Linked DNA regions of Mus musculus: regions 2 and 3 are each linked to region 1. Evidence: chromatin contacts called from public HiChIP or PLAC-seq and promoter capture Hi-C data. All regions are on one chromosome and are shown on one strand. The core of a region is the stretch at or near the end of the contact, and the rest is flanking DNA. Distances in the headings are between cores, read along the strand shown.

Region 1 (2,810 bases), core at 70-2,569:
TGAAGAAGCTTTTTTTTCCCCATTGTATGCTTTGGTTTGTCAAAACTCAAGTATCCATAGATATTTGAGCTTATTTCTGGCTCTTCAATTCTAATTCATTGATTAGCCTGTCTGTTTTTATCCCAATACCATGAGGTCTTTATTACTATTGTTCTATAGTGCAGCTGGAAATCAAGGTTAGTGATACCTCCAGAAGTTCTTTTATTGAATAGGATTGTTTTAGCTATCCTGGGTTTTTCGTTTTTCCATATGAAGTTGATAATTGCTCTCTCAAGCTCTGTAAAGAGCGGGGTTGGAAACCTTATGGGAATTGCATTGATTCTGTAGATTGCTTTTGGTAAGATGGCCATTTTTACTATGTCTTCTGAGAGGTTTCATTCAGCAGCTGATGGAAAGACAGATTCAGAGACCCACAGCCAAGCTCAGGGAGTCTTGTGAAAGAGTGAGGGGTAAGGTAGAAGGATGGAAAGAGCCAGAGGGGTCAAAGACACCACAGGAAGACCTACAGAGTCAACAAACCTGGACCCTTGGGGGTTCACAGACTGAACCACCAACCTTTCAAGGAGCATGCAGGGGTTCAACCTAGCCTCCCCCCTCCCCACATTTGTAGTAGATGTGCAGTTTGGTCTTCATGTGAGTCTCCTAACAACTGGAGTGGGGGTGGGGAGTGGGGTGGGAGGGGCCTTTCTCTGACTCTGTTGCCTTCCTTTGGATCCCTATCCCCTAGCTGGGCTGCCTTGTCTGATCTCAGTAGGAGAGAATGCACTTAGTCCTGCTGTGACTTGATGTGCCAGGGCAGGCTGGTACCCATGGTACTTCTGAGGAGAAGGAAAGGGAGTAATGGGGGGAGGGTGTTGTGAGGGTACACCTTGGAGGAGAAGAGGGAGGGGGGCTGTGATCAGGATGTAAAGTGAATACATATATAAATTAATTCACTGTATGAGCAATACTCAGAGTAAGGCTCATTTACCCTGTAAGTAAAAGGCCCCTTTTATGTGAATAAGGCAACTACAATACAAATATAAAGAAACTGCAGGAGGAACAAAATAACTAGGTGTTGGACCCAGCACAGGCCCCCAAATAGCAGTGCTGCTGACAATGTCCTCAATGACACAGTCTGCCTCAGCTCAGGCTGGACTCTGACCAGGTCAACAGAAGGATCGCTGTGGGCAAACAAAAGCCTAAACTCCACATTCCTCAGAACCCTTGTAAAGTTGCTTTCTGTTTGTTGGGAAAAGCCATCACTTCCCTTACCCACCCCTTACAGCCAACTGCCTCTGGCAGGAGCATCTAGTTCCTGATTAACTCAGTCAGACAAACCTGTAACAGATTAAAGTCCCTTGGTACTTTCCAGGCTATTCTGGCCCACATCAGACCTCCCCTTGCTCTAACTTGCAGGCTGTTCTGGCTTACATGCTTCCCTCCCTCACTGCTAGCTGTCTCCTTAAAACTAACAAGACTTCTCCCAGCGTTTTGGCTGTTCTACCCCCTACTTTGAGACAGCCTGGAAGTTAGATTCCCCACTAAACCTTTCCTTCTACTTGTGGAGTGGTCTAGGTAGAGTGGTCAGCCTACTGGTGGTTCCACTGCACCCTCGCTGACACTGGGCATGCTAGAAAGAGCTTTGTGGACCCCTGGAAAGGATAAGACTGGAGTCATGAGATAAATACAGCCAAGGGTACAGCCAATAGGGATAACCTCATGATGACTCCATAAGAGCTCAGTCACTGTGACAATAGTTGAAGGGAGGGAAACTATCATAGACCATGTATATAGAAGAGTAATACAGAACTCAGTCCCAGTCACAGAAACCTGGCACTTAGAGACAGGTGAGGCAATATGATGAAGGATCACCAAACAAAGGGGACATGCTAGGACTGTCTCACACAGAGGGGACATGCTAGGACTGACTGTCTTAAAAGGGTCTATAGGACCCCTGCCTTTAGAGGCCTTGCTCCCTCCCAGAACTCATGTGGGAATCTAAATGCCATTCGTGAGTTGTTAGTAGTGTTAAAGTGTAAATAATATACTAATTGCTTTTAGTGGTAAGGCCTTTGGGAATTAATTCAATCATTAGTGACTGAACCCTGGTAGCTTCGTAAAAGTAGATAAAGACACACATAGACCTGAGTTGTCTATTACAACAGGATGCAGCACAGGTGTTCCTTACCAGAACATTAACAGAGCTGTTAAGGCATTGACCCTCAAACCCATGAACCAAAATAAGCATTTTCAAAATTTACAAATTAACCTGCCTTGGGTATTTCAGTGTAGTGACAGGTTAATACAATGGTTTTAAAGCAGCCACCATGAGAGTTCCTCAATGAACAAAGGTGTAAAGTCTTAAAAATGATCCTAGCAAATAAAGAGAAAGTATACTTAGTAACAAAGCAAGCTAGAACTGAAAATACAATAACTGAGACAAAGTGGTTACTAGAGAGAGAATTAAAGGGCGAGGTGAAGAAAATCTGTGAGGGCCAGAAGAACGCCTCAGTGAGTAGAGTGTTAGCCAGGCAGGCCCAGCCATTCAGGTGTGACCCCAGAACCCACATAAAAAAGCTGCCTGTGCTAGTTCACATCAGCATGGTGGCAATGTGTTCCTATGCACACAAGCACAGAAAAACAAAGAAATGAAAGATGAGTGGAGGAAAAGACAGGAAAATGGAATGAAGCAATGTGAGCTAGCAAGAGAAAGATGACATTAAAACCCCAAGGGAACTGGTAAGACACAATGTTCACAGCTCTGTAGAATGAGAGCAAAATGAGGAAGGCTGGAAACAGCTGGGAAACACTGACAGAGCATGTACCTG
Region 2 (2,828 bases), core at 157-2,656, 430 kb before region 1:
CTGAATCAACAACTCACAGAACTCTGACACCCTGCACGTACATGTAATTTTTCTGCTGATGTTTGAATAAGCCAATAGTGTGTTGCTGTGCTGAATTCCATACCCCTAAGCCCCTTACCCCATAAAAACCCCTAGCTTTCGAGCCTCGTGGCCGACACCCGTTATCTCCTGTGTGGGATGCATGTCGGTCCGGAGCTCCGTAATTAAACGACCTCATGTAATTACATCAAGATGGTCCTTCGTGATTTTTTTGAGTGCACGCCGAATCGGGAATGGAGGGGGGGTTTCCCCACTAGGTTCTATCAGAGCCATTCTGTCAGCACTCTGTCGCCAGGCTGGTTGCTTATTCAGCAATCTCTCAGGAAGACAGGTTCAGCCTCTCGGCAGGTAGCAGAAGAGCAGGGCAGTTGTCACTTCAAAAAGGAGCCAGCCGAGTCAGAAAGCTGCACCTCAGTGGCGACAAGATTTGTACCAGCCCACTTCAGGTTGGGGGAGGCTACACCAGAGTGGTCTATGCTTCACTGGGACATGAATTTGGAGGAAAATCCACCTTCCCTGAGAGGACCACATCGTACTTCACCAAACACCTGTCTCAACTACTGGATCCGATACCTCAGCTTGACAACAACCAAGAGCTTGACTGACGCTCAGAGCTCAGCAGGGACAGGAGCTGACCTCTAAGCTAATCTCCAAAGCCTCTTTTTCATAAGCTGCACTGCCCATGTACCTGTTTGGAGAACTCACACACCCAGTGGGAGCATTCACACACTCAGTGGGAGTACTCAACACAGTGGGAGTACTCCTGTGCCCTGTGTGAGCACACATTCACCCAGTAGGAACACCCTCACATGCCCAGTGCGAGCACTCACATGCCCAGTGGGAGCATTCCATGTCTACCAGGATCTTTCCACACCCATTCCGATGCTCTGGTCACACCCATCCCAGAGAGCCTCGTGACTTTAGTCAGGTTTGACATCCTTCAGGCTTGACGAGGCAGAGCTACCAGCCATGTCCAAAGTCAAGGTTTCTCCCTTCCCTCACCCCTTGTTAGGCACTGTGAACAAAAAGTCACCTTCTCTGTGCTTGGTCAGTCATGTGATCCACAAACTCAGGCCTGCATCATCTTCCTGTCTTAACTTTACAGAACGACCAGGAAAATGGCCCTTGCCATACTAAATCTGCCTGCTCCCTGGTCTTGGACTCCCTAACTCTAGAATGGCAAGGAATAAGTCTGTGTTTCCATGAGCCCCACCACTAACGGCATTTTGTTGCAGCAGCCCATATGGGCTAACAAAGAGAGCTCCCTTCCCTTGGCAGGTTCCCAGCCAGCGGCTGCTCCCACACAGCCTAGGGGAACATGACAGAGTCAGAGTAGAAAGATCGCTCCCATTGTGTGTGCTGGCAATGTCTTCTGAACATTGGACAGCTTGGCTCTGTGAATTTCCTGACTGGGCCCCGCACCTCCCCCACCGGCTTCTCAGAAGTCCTCCTCTGGCTGGTCCAAGAGCAATGGCAAGTGCATTGCTCTCAGGAAAGCCTCAGTGCGTCCTCTTTATATTCAGCCTGTGCATGTGGAACGTTGAAGGACCTGGCTGAGGAAAATCTGTGTGGAAAAAGCATGTTCCTCTAGCCTATTATCCCCCGTTCTCCTCCCTCCTCTCCTGTCCCCTCCTCTCCCTTCCCCTCACCCCTCCTACTCTTCCCTTCCCTCCTCCTCTCTCTTCTCTTCCCCTCCCTTCCCCTTCCCTTCCCCCCTTCCCCTCTCCTTTCTTCTCCCCCTCCCCTGTCTTCTTTTCCCCCTCCCCTCCCCTCCTCTCCTCCCCCTCCCCTGCTCCTCCTCTTCCTCCATCCCCTCCTCCTTTCTCCTCCCCTTCCCCCTTCTTCCCTGCCCCTTCCCCCTCCTCTCCTCCCCTTCCCTCTCCCTCCCCTCCCTTCTCCCCCTCCCATTAGTCTCTTTTGTTCCCTAGAATGTTTTGATTCAGTTTTCATGTCATCTGTACATACATGCTCTTATAAATCTGTACAATATCTAGGATCCACAAATGAGAGAAAACATAGGATTTTTGTCTTTCTGAGACCACCTTGATTCATTCAATACAGTTCTCTTTAGTTGTTTGAAAATGGCCTCACGCAATCCAGTATAATGAAATAAGATGATAAAATAATAAAATAAAATGAGAAATGTGGGCTTGCAGTGCTCCCTTTTCTTCTCTTTTTCTTTTGCTTTTTCTTTTTCTTTTTTTTTTTTTTTTTTTTTTTTTTTTTTTTGAGACAGGGTTTCTCTGTGTAGCCCTGGCTGTCCTGGAACTCACTCTGTAGACCAGGCTGGCCTCGAACTCAGAAATCCACCTGCCTCTGCCTCCTGAGTGCTGGGATTAAAGGCGTGCGCCACCACGCCCGGCTGCAGTGCTCCTTTATCTTTAGCATAAATCATTATCAACAACAACAAAAAATAAGTTTTCCCTGAGAGTTGGAAAGCCATAAAGCACTATCACTAACATCTGCTCCTTTGCTGTTTGTTTCAAGACAGAGTTTCTCCGTGTGGTCCTGGCCGTCCTAGAATTTGGGATTCAAGGTCTGTGGCACCACTGTTCAGCCCCTAACATCTGCTTTTTACTTAAAGGTACCACACGGATGAGCAGGAGGTAGGGGCACATCTGTCCCTGTCTCCTTAAAATGATGCAGACCCCATATGACAGCCGTAAACAAGCTCCTGCAGCTCCACCATTGTCCCCTTAGCACGCTAGTGTTGGTGATTCCAGATCTACACTAGTGTGTGTCTATGAGCTGTCTGGGCTCTGCCGAGGCCGGAGGCAAGTGACCTGTGT
Region 3 (2,811 bases), core at 22-2,521, 480 kb before region 1:
TTAAATGCCTTCTTTTATAAGTTGCCCTGTTCAGGGTGGCGTATCACAAAGTTATGAATATAACTAAAACAGGAATTGCCTGTACTGTTTTCTCAGAAGCCAGTGGAACATACCTGTGGTCGTCTGTATCTGGATTTTTCTGGCTCTTTTCCATTCATTGATTTTTTTTAAAGATTTATTATTATATGTAAGTACACTGTAGCTGTCTTCAGACACTTTTTCTTCTCTCTCCAGCCCCAGTGACACCAGCCCAACAAACAACCTTTGTTTCTGTCTGGTTTTGAACCGGGGACATTTCTCATGTTAGGCAAACGTGATTACCACTACACTACACTACACTACACTACACTACACTACACTACACTACGGAAACCCGCTCATTGACTTCTATCTACCAGGATCACACAACTTTGTTACAACAAGACAATAGCTCTTTAAGTTAGGTAACCTAATTCCTCCCATGTTGCTTTCTCTTTTCAAAAAAGCTTTTAGTTATTTCGCCCTCTTTTTAAAAAGACGTTTTTTTATTTTTACTTGTATGAGTGTGGCCTGTTTAGTTTTATGTCAACTTGACCCAAGCTAGGGTTATCAGAGGGAAGAGAGCTTCATTGGAGAAAATGCCCCCAATAAGACTGAGCTGTAATCACGCCTGTAGGGCCTTTTTGTAATTAGTGATTGATGGGGTAGGGCCCCACACATCCTGGGCTGGTGGTCCTGGGTTCTATAAGAAAGCAAGCTGAGCAAGCCATGTAGACAAAGCCAGTAAGCCTCCGCATCAGCTCCTGCCCCCGGGTTCCTGCCCTGTGTGAGTCCCTGTCCTGACTGCCTTCCATGATACACAGTGCTATGGAAGTGTAAACAAACCCTTTCCTCCCGAAGTTGCTTTTGGTCATGGTGTTTCATTGTAGCAATAAAACCCTAACTGAGATGGTGTTTTGCCTGCATGGAGGTCTGCAAACTAGTAAGTGCAGTGCTCAAGGAAGCCAGAAGAAGGACACTAGACGCCCCCTCACATGGGAGTTAGGGCCGTTGTGAGCTACCAAATGGGTTCTAGAGATCAAATGCAGGCCATCTGGAATTGCTGCCAATGTTCTGAACCACCAAGCTCTCTCTCCAGCCCCTCCTTCTTTACCTAGCACTAGTCTTTACTGCTGTCTCTGTGATACAATGTTTTGACAAAAACAACTTCAGGTTTTATACAGACTAAGTTTTATACTGACTGGGTAAGGAGGTGGAGACAAGGGAAACATGAGTCAGCCGGTCACAACTGCAGATGCAGTCAGAGAGCAGAGAGTGACGGCTGCTACTGTTCCGCTCACCTCACTTTCTCCATTTTGATGGGTCCAGGCTCCCCATCAGGGAGCAGAGCCGCCCACTCCTTAGGGTGAATCGTCCCACCTCATCGAACATAATATAACCCTGCATAAGCAAACCGGGAGACTTGTCTCACAGATAATTCTACACCCTATCAAGTTAACAATCAGTAGTGACCATTGCAGTCTTCCTGTATTTCAGAATTATCTTGCCTGTGTTTATAAAATTTTGTTGTGGGGCTAGATGGAGAGAGGGCTCAATGAGTAAGAGCACTGACTGCTCTTCCAGAGGTCCTGAGTTCAATTCCCAGCAACTACATGGTGGCTCACAGCCGTTTATAATGGGATCTGATGCCCTCTTTCTTCTGGTGTGCCTGAAGACAGTTACAGTAATTTTGTTGTGTCTTCATAGACATTTAATTAAATGTATATTTCAACTTAGAGTGAATTGACATCCTTGAAAAACTGGATCTTCCAACCCAGGAACAAGGTATGTCTCTGCTTTCATTTAGATATTTATTTTTTTCATTATTATTTCTACTTTTTAAGTCTCTAGTCCAGACATGCTTTGTCGGTTTACACTTCAATATTTATTTTTCCTGAGTGAAGAGATATGCTAATATACCTTTAAGGCTATTGGGGTCCAGGAGTCATCTCACAAACCACATGAACACCCATCTCAGTCAAGTCTACAAACATCTGTGCCGTGTTATTCCACCAATCGGGATTTAGGGATAAGGGATTATCTTAGGAACATATCTTTGCTGTACACTTATCCTGCTCCCATTGATTGGGCTATTCAACGTGACAGGGGTCTTGCCTTGTCTACATTCATGTCTTAACTTGTCAACCAGGATGTCAGTTATCCACATACATGACTCTCTCTGCCAAGTAGGATGTCAGTTCCCAGGGAGGTCTTGGGAACTTAAACTTTACTCAACCACTACTCAAAATGGAAGTCTTTTTTCCAAATAGTTTCTTATATTGGTGCGGATGTCTCTCTTATGTTGGGGTGCATCCCAGGGGCAGCGTATACAATAAAAGTTCATACACAGGTGCAGGAAGTGCTACCTCGTGGTTGGTTTGGGTCCAAGCTTATTGTGGCTAATTATACAAAGCAGGTTTTTTTCCCTTTTGGTTTTTCGAGACAGGGTTTCTCTGCATAGCCCTGGCTGTCCTGGAACTCACTCTGTAGACCACGCTGGCCTCAAACTCAGAAATTCGCCTGCCTCTGCCTCCCAAGTGCTGGGATTAAAGGTGTGCGCCAGTTCTAACTGACTTCTGTTGTGATTGGTTTCCAAGAACCAATCACAGAACAAAGCACAAAGCCCAGAAAATTCTAGTAACAGGGTATTGAGAAAGTTTCCTTATGCCATTAGTAAAAGCACAAAATGGCAGGCTAGACATGTAACAATTACCCAGACCGTAACTGGCAATTGTCCACATGCTCATTGGTAGAAACATAACTGACTTGTGTCGTTTCTCTGGTGTCCTGTTG

Evidence for each region. HiChIP or PLAC-seq counts read pairs in DNA pulled down with a chosen protein or histone mark. Capture Hi-C pulls out chosen DNA fragments and counts their contacts.
Region 2: a contact with region 1 is called in a promoter capture Hi-C map of adipose tissue. The contact joins two enhancer-like sites. A contact is called at or near these places in 2 of 9 other capture datasets (adipose tissue and pancreatic islet).
Region 3: a FOXA1 HiChIP or PLAC-seq map of pancreatic cancer cells shows a contact between it and region 1. The contact joins two enhancer-like sites. A contact is called at or near these places in 1 of 115 datasets of contacts at active chromatin or transcription factors (pancreatic cancer cells) and 2 of 9 other capture datasets (adipose tissue and embryonic stem cells).

Annotation. Positions count from the first base shown.
Region 1 is chr17:31,964,547-31,967,356 of GRCm38.p6, forward strand. All of the region lies in intron 7 of Hsf2bp (heat shock transcription factor 2 binding protein), which reads right to left. Among named protein-coding and RNA genes, the nearest start is that of Gm30571, 53 kb to the left of the region's middle. Within about 2 kb of position 1,320, at least 93 of the 459 cell types and tissues checked have an H3K27ac peak or open chromatin away from gene starts, as enhancers often do. A contact at or near this core is called in adipose tissue and pancreatic cancer cells, where this site is marked.
Region 2 is chr17:31,534,630-31,537,457 of GRCm38.p6, forward strand. No RefSeq gene overlaps it. Among named protein-coding and RNA genes, the nearest start is that of Ndufv3, 16 kb to the left of the region's middle. Within about 2 kb of position 1,407, at least 124 of the 459 cell types and tissues checked have an H3K27ac peak or open chromatin away from gene starts, as enhancers often do. A contact at or near this core is called in adipose tissue, where this site is marked.
Region 3 is chr17:31,481,565-31,484,375 of GRCm38.p6, forward strand. No RefSeq gene overlaps it. Among named protein-coding and RNA genes, the nearest start is that of Wdr4, 30 kb to the right of the region's middle. Within about 2 kb of position 1,272, at least 16 of the 459 cell types and tissues checked have an H3K27ac peak or open chromatin away from gene starts, as enhancers often do. A contact at or near this core is called in pancreatic cancer cells, where this site is marked.